Linked DNA regions of Mus musculus: region 1 is linked to region 2. A link is a contact called in public Hi-C data. All regions are on one chromosome and are shown on one strand. Each heading gives the region's core, a stretch centred on a gene start, on an enhancer-like site or on the middle of the called end of the contact. The rest is flanking DNA. Distances are from core to core; before and after follow the strand shown.

Region 1 (3,705 bases), core at 1,062-3,561, 75 kb after region 2:
ATGAACATGAGACTCCAGCCTGTCAACAGAAGCATAGTCATAGACTTTCACATCTGAGCTTCTGACCAGAAAGCATTCACCTGAGCTCCGCTGTTATCACCAGCAGCTTCCGGCCCTCCCAGGGAGATCGGCCCATCCCACTCTGGCTGTTGCCCTTGGTTGAACCTCAGGAGACTGGGAGGAGTTATTTTCTTAGCCGATCTGCAACAGCCCTGCTGGCTCCTACCTCAAAGGCAAAGATTCCTCCTCTAGTTTGTTGGCACTGGTTTGTGCCAAGGATCCAGAGAGAGGACAGGCTCTGGCCTCCCATGGGCCTCTGCCAGGCATGTGAGTCAGGACCGGGCTGTAGTCAGAGGAGCCATTGTGACAGAGATGTGGAACTCAGTCCATGGTGTCCTCTCAGGTCAGGTATCTCCTCACCAAGAATCTGCACAGGGCCCTGAGGTGCGATAAGCAGGGAATATGCAGAGACTTCACTTCTTCTTGTCCTACACGGAAATAAGAAAGCCAGGAGACAGAATACCAATGTTTATCTGGACTGTCAACAAAAGGTTATGAGCAAAGGAGTAACTGGGGGAAACACATAGCTTTACAGGGACAAATACTAACAGCATAGCCTTCTGGAACTGTCCTAGATGCTCTAGGGTATAAAAGAGTCATGTTGGAGTCTCCCCATTGTACAGATACTGCCCAGGTGAAAGAGTCAAGCTATACAGTGAGCTGTGTTCATTTTATGCTCACTTACTGGGCACTTACTCCCTGGGAATCATTGTTCTGGGACAACTTACAAACTGCTCCTGCACACACAGGGGCTACCTGCTCAGGAGCTGCGGCAGTATCTTACCAAAAGAAGAGTAGGTCCAAATGAGTGTAAAGGGCTATGGCTTGCAAGGGAAGGAACTTCTAGGAATGGAGATGGAAGATGTCAAGAAGTTTGCTGTGCAAACTCAGAGAGCACTGTGGGTAGAACAATCGGTGCTGCCAGGAAGGAGAGATGGGTGCCTCCCATTCCAGTCCCACTTCCTTTTCTTTCTTTCTTTCTTTCTTTCTTTCTTTCTTTCTTTCTTTCTTCCTTTCTTTCTTTCTTTCTTTCTTCCTTTCCTTCCTTCCTTCCTTCCTTCCTTCCTTCCTTCCTTCCTTCCTTCCTTCCTTTCTTTCTTTTTTGATTATTTTTTATTAGATATTTTCTTTATATACATTTCAAGTGCTATCCCAAAAGTTCTCTATACCTTCCCCCTGCCCTGCTCCCCTACCTTTAAGCACCTTCCTCACTTGAAGCAAAAATTTTGCCATCTGTAATACAACTAAGATGCTAGCAGTGTAGGTCTCAGGAGGAGCAGGGAATGGAAATGATAAGGGAACAGAAGCCTAATGTGTGGCACCATGCTCACATGAGCTGAACAAAAACCTGTATCCACACCACTTTTAGGGAATGAAGTCGTGGGACACAGGGGCAAACCATTACCAGGTACCCAAGAAGAAAAAGAATCTACAGCTTTTTACTGTCTGGCTGTGAAGCAAGGTGGACCGAGAGGCAAGCCCAGAATTGGAACTTGACTCTGCCTGGCATCCAGTACCTGTACACTTAAACTCACTCCCAGCTCTGCCTCAGTCTTCACAACCACAGAATGGACCAAATGTTGGAGCTGGGCATGCCTCAGATGTGACATGCAACAAGAGCAAAGGAAATGTGACAGAAATAGTGTCACACAGAGGCCCACAGATTATTTCTTGTACTCTTGTGATTTGAACTAAGCATTGGACTGAATCCCCAATAAAGAGGAGGAAACCTAGGTCATATCTATTCTTCAGGTGGCCTTCCAAAGTTCTAACCTGACTCTAAACCTGACTGTGCCCCCATACCTCTTGGGGACATCGTTAAATGCAGTCTGGCTCAGGAGGACTGGAGTGTGCCCAAAGGAGAGTGCTACTGGGTCACAGAACACCCTCTGTGTGGCCAGGCTCTCCGAAGGCCACAAAAGCCAAGTGGTTACATAACCCAGAGCAGGCTGGTAGAGAGAAGCTCACAGGGAGAGGTGGGCCCTGCAAGTGGGTTCAGGATACACAGCTGTGGGCCTAATGATAAGCCTTGTGGGTGTCGGGTGTTGTCTAAATCCTATCATACTTATATTTCCCGAAATGTTCCTAAATGATGGATGTATTTTTGTCTTGGTTTCACAGATTACCAAAAAAAAAAAAAAAAAAAAAAAGCTACGGTCCAAAGAGATTGCATCACTTGCCCAGTGTTACACACCGTGCTATCCACAAGCCTCCAGTGTCAGAGCTGAACCCAGGGCAGATGACAGTGATACATGGTGCATTCCTGGACCAGCTGCCCCTCTAATCCCACAGCAGAGGGACACCCCCTGACACAGCACACTCTGAAGCTTGCTGAGAGCTGAGTCATTTAATGGCAGTGGCTTTAGGAGCCAGTCTCCAGCCTCACTGGCTCCTGCCGCACACAATATTTCTCTCCTTTCCGCACTCTGAACAGCTACATCCAATGTCTTTCTTTCACATTTCACAGGGTTTAAAAGCCTGGATTCTGATCTCAGCTTCACTGTCTATAAGTTGCTTAGCTTTGAAAGACTCCGCTTCTCCAATCTATCTTCTGGGCATAATCAGTATAGAGTCTATAGTGGGAAGGTTTTCTTTTTTCTCTTATATACAGTTTCATGCAGCCCATGCTGGCCTCAAACTCACTACGCAGCCAAAGATAACCTTGAACTTCCACTCCCCCTGCCTCTACCTCCAAGTTCTGACATATACTGGAAGGTACCACCTTGCCTGGTATATTCCGCACTGGGGATTGAACCTAGGACTTTGTGCATATTAGCCAAGCACTCCACTCACCATAGCTACATCCCCAGCCCTGGGAAGAATTACTGTGAAAATGGAGGTTGAGCATGTTCTCTGCTGGTTCGTCTTGCCCCTAGCACAGAATCACTATAGATGTGATTATTGAGGTAAAAATCAGGCTCCCAGCCTGTGCAGTGATTCAGCCACTGGGCTCGGTGGTGTGAATGACTCCACTTCTAGCAAGAGGTTTTCAGGCTATTGCACCTGCCAGCATGCATATACACTGCTCCCATAGAAAAATGGAAACCGAGTTACAGGAATGGGGGGCATAATCGCACATCAGGGAAGCATTTTGCACAAACAAATGTTGCATCAACTTTCATGGCTCTGGCCCCAGGCTGGCTATGAGTCAGACTCGCAGCCCCATCTTCAAGCTAGTGGTTGTCCTGAGGCTTAGACCTACTCATTCCCCTCCTACCTGCCATCTCCTGCCACTGCCCTGCATTCCCCAAGGAGCCAGGGATGAAAGAGAGATGCCTGTGAGCAACTGCCATGCTGGCCCGCCAGCATTCGTTAATGCTATTAAAAGATACCCCAAGTCATTACTGTGGCATTGTGGGACTCCGCTGATTGCAGCTAATCTCTGGTTCCTTTTGTGCTCCTAATGGAGGGAGCCTAGCACTGACAAAATAAAAAGAAAGAAAGAAAGAAAGAAAGAAAGAAAGAAAGAAAGAAAGAAAGAAAGAAAGAAAGAAAGAAAGGACATTCTGTTTCCTTTTTTTCTAATATTTAGTTTAAGAAAAAATAGCTAGGGGCAAAAAGTGATATTCAACAGCTAAAAATGAGTAAGATAAGAATAAAAATACAGAGAAGGTGATTTGAAAAATGGTTTTCTTTTCAGCCAGC
Region 2 (3,866 bases), core at 750-3,249:
AAGTAAGCACAAAATAGGATTAAGGGAGCCAGGTGGGTAAAGAGGGATGCCTGAGAAGGGCAAGGAGTCACTGACAAAGTAGACAAAAGCTTAAGAATGACCTCAGAGCACGGCATCAAAGGATCTCCTCTCCTGGAAGTGTGCACAACCCACACTGAAGTGCTTCTAGCCTGGGCAAAACTGTTGCAGGAGAAAAGACTAGAAGAAACCATTAAAGCGATTATGGAAATGTTTAGCTCTGGCAGTGAAACCCTGTAAGCGTATGCACTTTTCCGTCCAGGTGCCCCATACATAGCAGGAGCTCAGTCGAATGAACTAATGATCAAGAAGATGGATATAAAGGTTGAAATGAGACAAGGTGGTGAAAGGCCAAGGCTGGCATTTTTGTTCTGAACCAAAGTTCGGAGTCCTTGGCCAAAACTTGCTTCATTCTGAAACAGATCTTTGAACTATGAATCCACCTGTTGTGGGCTTCCATCTGTGTAAGGACCACACTCCAAGTCGGCGAATTCATCAGCTAGGTTTCAACTGAACCCTTTCAACCTCCCCAGCCCTGCCGAGGCTGTATAGGGGGAAACAGGCACAAGGGAAGAGTAAATGAAGGCCCTATGCCAAAGCAAATATTTTGACGCTGCAGGATTTGGCGAGATGTGAGAATACTGGCTCAGAGGGCTGTAACTCCTAACCAAATGGCACAACATACTATGGTGTTATGATATTAGGTTGTTAATCATGGAAACACTGGCATCTGTTTCCTCAGAAGCTCCCTCCCAGATGGTGCACCCCACTGTTTCTGTTGTCTGGAACAGTGTGAGGTTCCTTCAATGGCTGTAAGCTTCCAAATCAGCCTTTAGACAATGGCAGCCTGTTAATTAAGTGGTCCCTTTGTGACTGCATTTGAAAAATATGTGAGGAGAAGGGTTTATTGAGATGTGAAAAAAAGAAAAAGCAATGGGGAGGAAGGAGCTTTTCCAATACCAAGGCCTGTATGTGAGTATCATCCAGTAGGCTTCAAGAAGAAGGAGATTAGCTTGAGATGTGCAGGCAGGAGCTGGAGAATCACACAAAGCTGCCATCTCTACCCAGTGGACATCTAATCACATGCAGGTTGAGTATAATGAGCAACCCAGCTGCTGTGCCTCACTCTTCTCTTTCCAGTGAGGCAGGCAGGGGATGGAAGCCTTCCAGCTGGTTCTTGGGTGACTTGTTCCGTTTGAGGATATGTAATTGTCCTGCAGGATGCCAGACAGTGTTTTGACTCCAGTGGGGAAGATTGGAGTGGTGGAGCTCCAGAAAAAGGTCTAAGCAGCCTGTGTACTCGGAAGAGCAGACTGGGGGTAGGGGGCAAGTTGATATTAAGTGTGAGTGCTCACACCCAAGAACTTGACTTAGAGACCTAGAGAAGATTCACATCTGACTTGTGAGACTTGGCTCTTCAGTCACCGCTTAGCTCTCTACCTAAAACAGCACACCAGGGAATCAGGCCTCCAGAGAAATGGAGTCTTCAGCAGAAAGTGGAGCTCTGACAGCTCCTGTCCAGTGTCCAGGAAGAAATAAATCAGCCTTGGACTGGATTACAGGACCTGTGGTTTACCAGATGACTTTGTGTTTCCCACTGGTTAAACCTAAATTCACTCTTTCATGCAATACATCTCAATTAGTCATCTGCTGGGAGGGAAGCCCAGTGGTGTCGAGGTAATGACCTGGCAGGTGCACCTTGGCCCCTAAGGGGCATGTATTCCAGAAGACCCATGGTTCTGTGAGCCAAATGGAACCAGATCTTCACTGAAGTCCCAAACCTGCTGAGTACCTGATGTATAACAGCTACTCAGCAAATGTCTAGGAGGGATTTCATGAATGAAAGCTGATTTCCTCTGTCTCCCATATGTCATATGACTTGTGTCTCTGTTCATTTCCTCCAGCTGCCATTCCTGCTTAGTGTTCTGGCTTGAATAGGTGCAAAGAACAGCTATTTCCCAACAGCCACACCTTACTGCTTCATACACTTGCAGACTGTTAATAATTCACTTTTGGGGCTTGGCTTCTTCGTCCACTCATGTCAGTATCTGTCCTTGGTCACCTGGAATAAGAATAGTTTCTTAGCTGGGCGTGGTGGCGCACGCCTTTAATCCCAGCACTCAGGAGGTAGAGGCAGGCGAATCTCTGAGTTCAAGGCCAGCCTGGTCTACAGAGTGAGTTCCAGAACAGCCAGGGCCACACAGAGAAACCCTGTCTGTCTCATAAAACCAGAAAGAAAAAAAAAAAGAACAGTTTATTTTGGAATCTAATGGTCCTGTGCAGTTTGCAAATGTTTTCATTTATATGATTTTTGTTTTTTGTAAGGATGAGCAGAGAACTCCTAACAAGTGTCCAGGCTGCCTTTAGACAAACACTGTCCTTAACCCTGAGCCCCACCCACACTGTACTCTCAACTTTAAACTTTAAACTTGCAACAGATGCAAACTTTCAGAATACCATTCAAATGTAGTTCAAAGAGACCCTTCCCCTAAAATAGGCACTTTGGTGACATTTAAAGTCTTTTTACACTAGCGTGTGTACTCATAGTGATCCTGTACTTACAGTGGGTTATGACAGAGAGGAAATAAACCTGGAAAGCCACAGAAGAATCCAGAAAATTTTCCCTAGGCCAGATCTGTACAGCATAAAACATTTGACCCTAGCTGAGAGACTCAGTAACAATTAACATATTTGTTGTTATTGTTGTTGTTGTTATTGTTGCTACTTTCACAGTCAGTAAAACTCTTACTATTACAGTTAAATTGCTCAGCAAACACTAACCCGACAAATAAGTGCTCCTTCTGTGCAATGTAAGCTCTGATGACGATGTTTTCATGACTACCCACAAACTAAGCCAATCTTTTTGTTTTCATTCATGCTAAGTATCAACAGATGTTCTCTTAAAATATTCACAAGCTGTACCAAGGGGAAGGGTTAGATGGCTAGTAAATCCTAGCACAACAGGAAGAAGCGGAAACTATTTCTTTTGGGGTAATGGGCACAATGCTGTAGTGGGATTTCGTGGAATATCATGCATCCTTGGCTAACTCAACTGACTTTCCTCCCTCTAGTGAGGAAAGATCCTCCAATCAGCAGCTGACTTCCTCAGGGATTTGGGGAAAACTTCTTCCCCCCACCCCCACCCCCACCCCCACCCCCACCCCACTGTGTGTTCAGGTGCTGAGCCTATGGCGTCCTGAACTCATAGCTCAAGCTTCCTACTTCTCCCTGGTCTCCAATTTCTTTTTTCTAGCATGCCAGACTCCCCCCCCCCCCAAAGGGTTAGGCAAATGCCAGAAAGTTTGCTCCAAAAACACTATACCAAAGAATACAGCCTCAAGGTGAGTTATGACTTCTACAGAACACAGATCTCAGCTTCGTGCTGAGTCCCTGTCTAGAAGGAAGTCACTTTGAAGTTTCCATGCTGCTCAGAACTCACCCTTCCATCCATTGCCTAGACTTCCCACCTGGTTCCTGATCCTCTAGCTTTCAAATTCTGTGTATTCCTTGACTCTACAGTCTGTTCAGACTTCCCACCTCTAGAGGTTTCTGAGGTATGTCTTGCCCCACAGCCTAAGTGTTCCAGAGGCATGTGAGTGCTCAAACCCAAGAACTTGACCTAGAGAGTTGGGGAAGACTCACATCTTCCTTCTGCCATGATAAATTCCCAGGCATCTCTCATGAAGGCGGATTGGAGAAGTCTGGCTACAAATTGCTGGTTAAGAAATAGGTCACAACTTGCTGTAAATAGGACCCTGATTGTCCTGATTATTCCGGTCCATGGCTTCAGCACTTTCCCACACAACTGTAGCTACACACACCCTACTTTTCTCCTGATTAGCCCTCCT

The links. A called contact is a pair of places that touch in the nucleus more often than the background predicts.
Region 1: a contact with region 2 is called in a Hi-C map of liver, with 2.0 times the contacts expected there. The contact joins two enhancer-like sites. A contact is called at or near these places in 7 of 484 Hi-C or Micro-C datasets (liver, muscle stem cells, myocytes and 3 more) and 1 of 115 datasets of contacts at active chromatin or transcription factors (pancreatic cancer cells).

Annotation. Positions count from the first base shown.
Region 1 is chr11:43,925,912-43,929,616 of GRCm38.p6, reverse strand. No RefSeq gene overlaps it. Among named protein-coding and RNA genes, the nearest start is that of Gm12153, 31 kb to the left of the region's middle. Within about 2 kb of position 2,311, at least 57 of the 459 cell types and tissues checked have an H3K27ac peak or open chromatin away from gene starts, as enhancers often do. A contact at or near this core is called in liver, where this site is marked.
Region 2 is chr11:44,000,159-44,004,024 of GRCm38.p6, reverse strand. The region is part of intron 1 of Gm12153 (a long non-coding RNA gene); the gene reads right to left. Among named protein-coding and RNA genes, the nearest start is that of Gm12153, 43 kb to the right of the region's middle. Within about 2 kb of position 1,999, at least 26 of the 459 cell types and tissues checked have an H3K27ac peak or open chromatin away from gene starts, as enhancers often do. A contact at or near this core is called in liver, where this site is marked.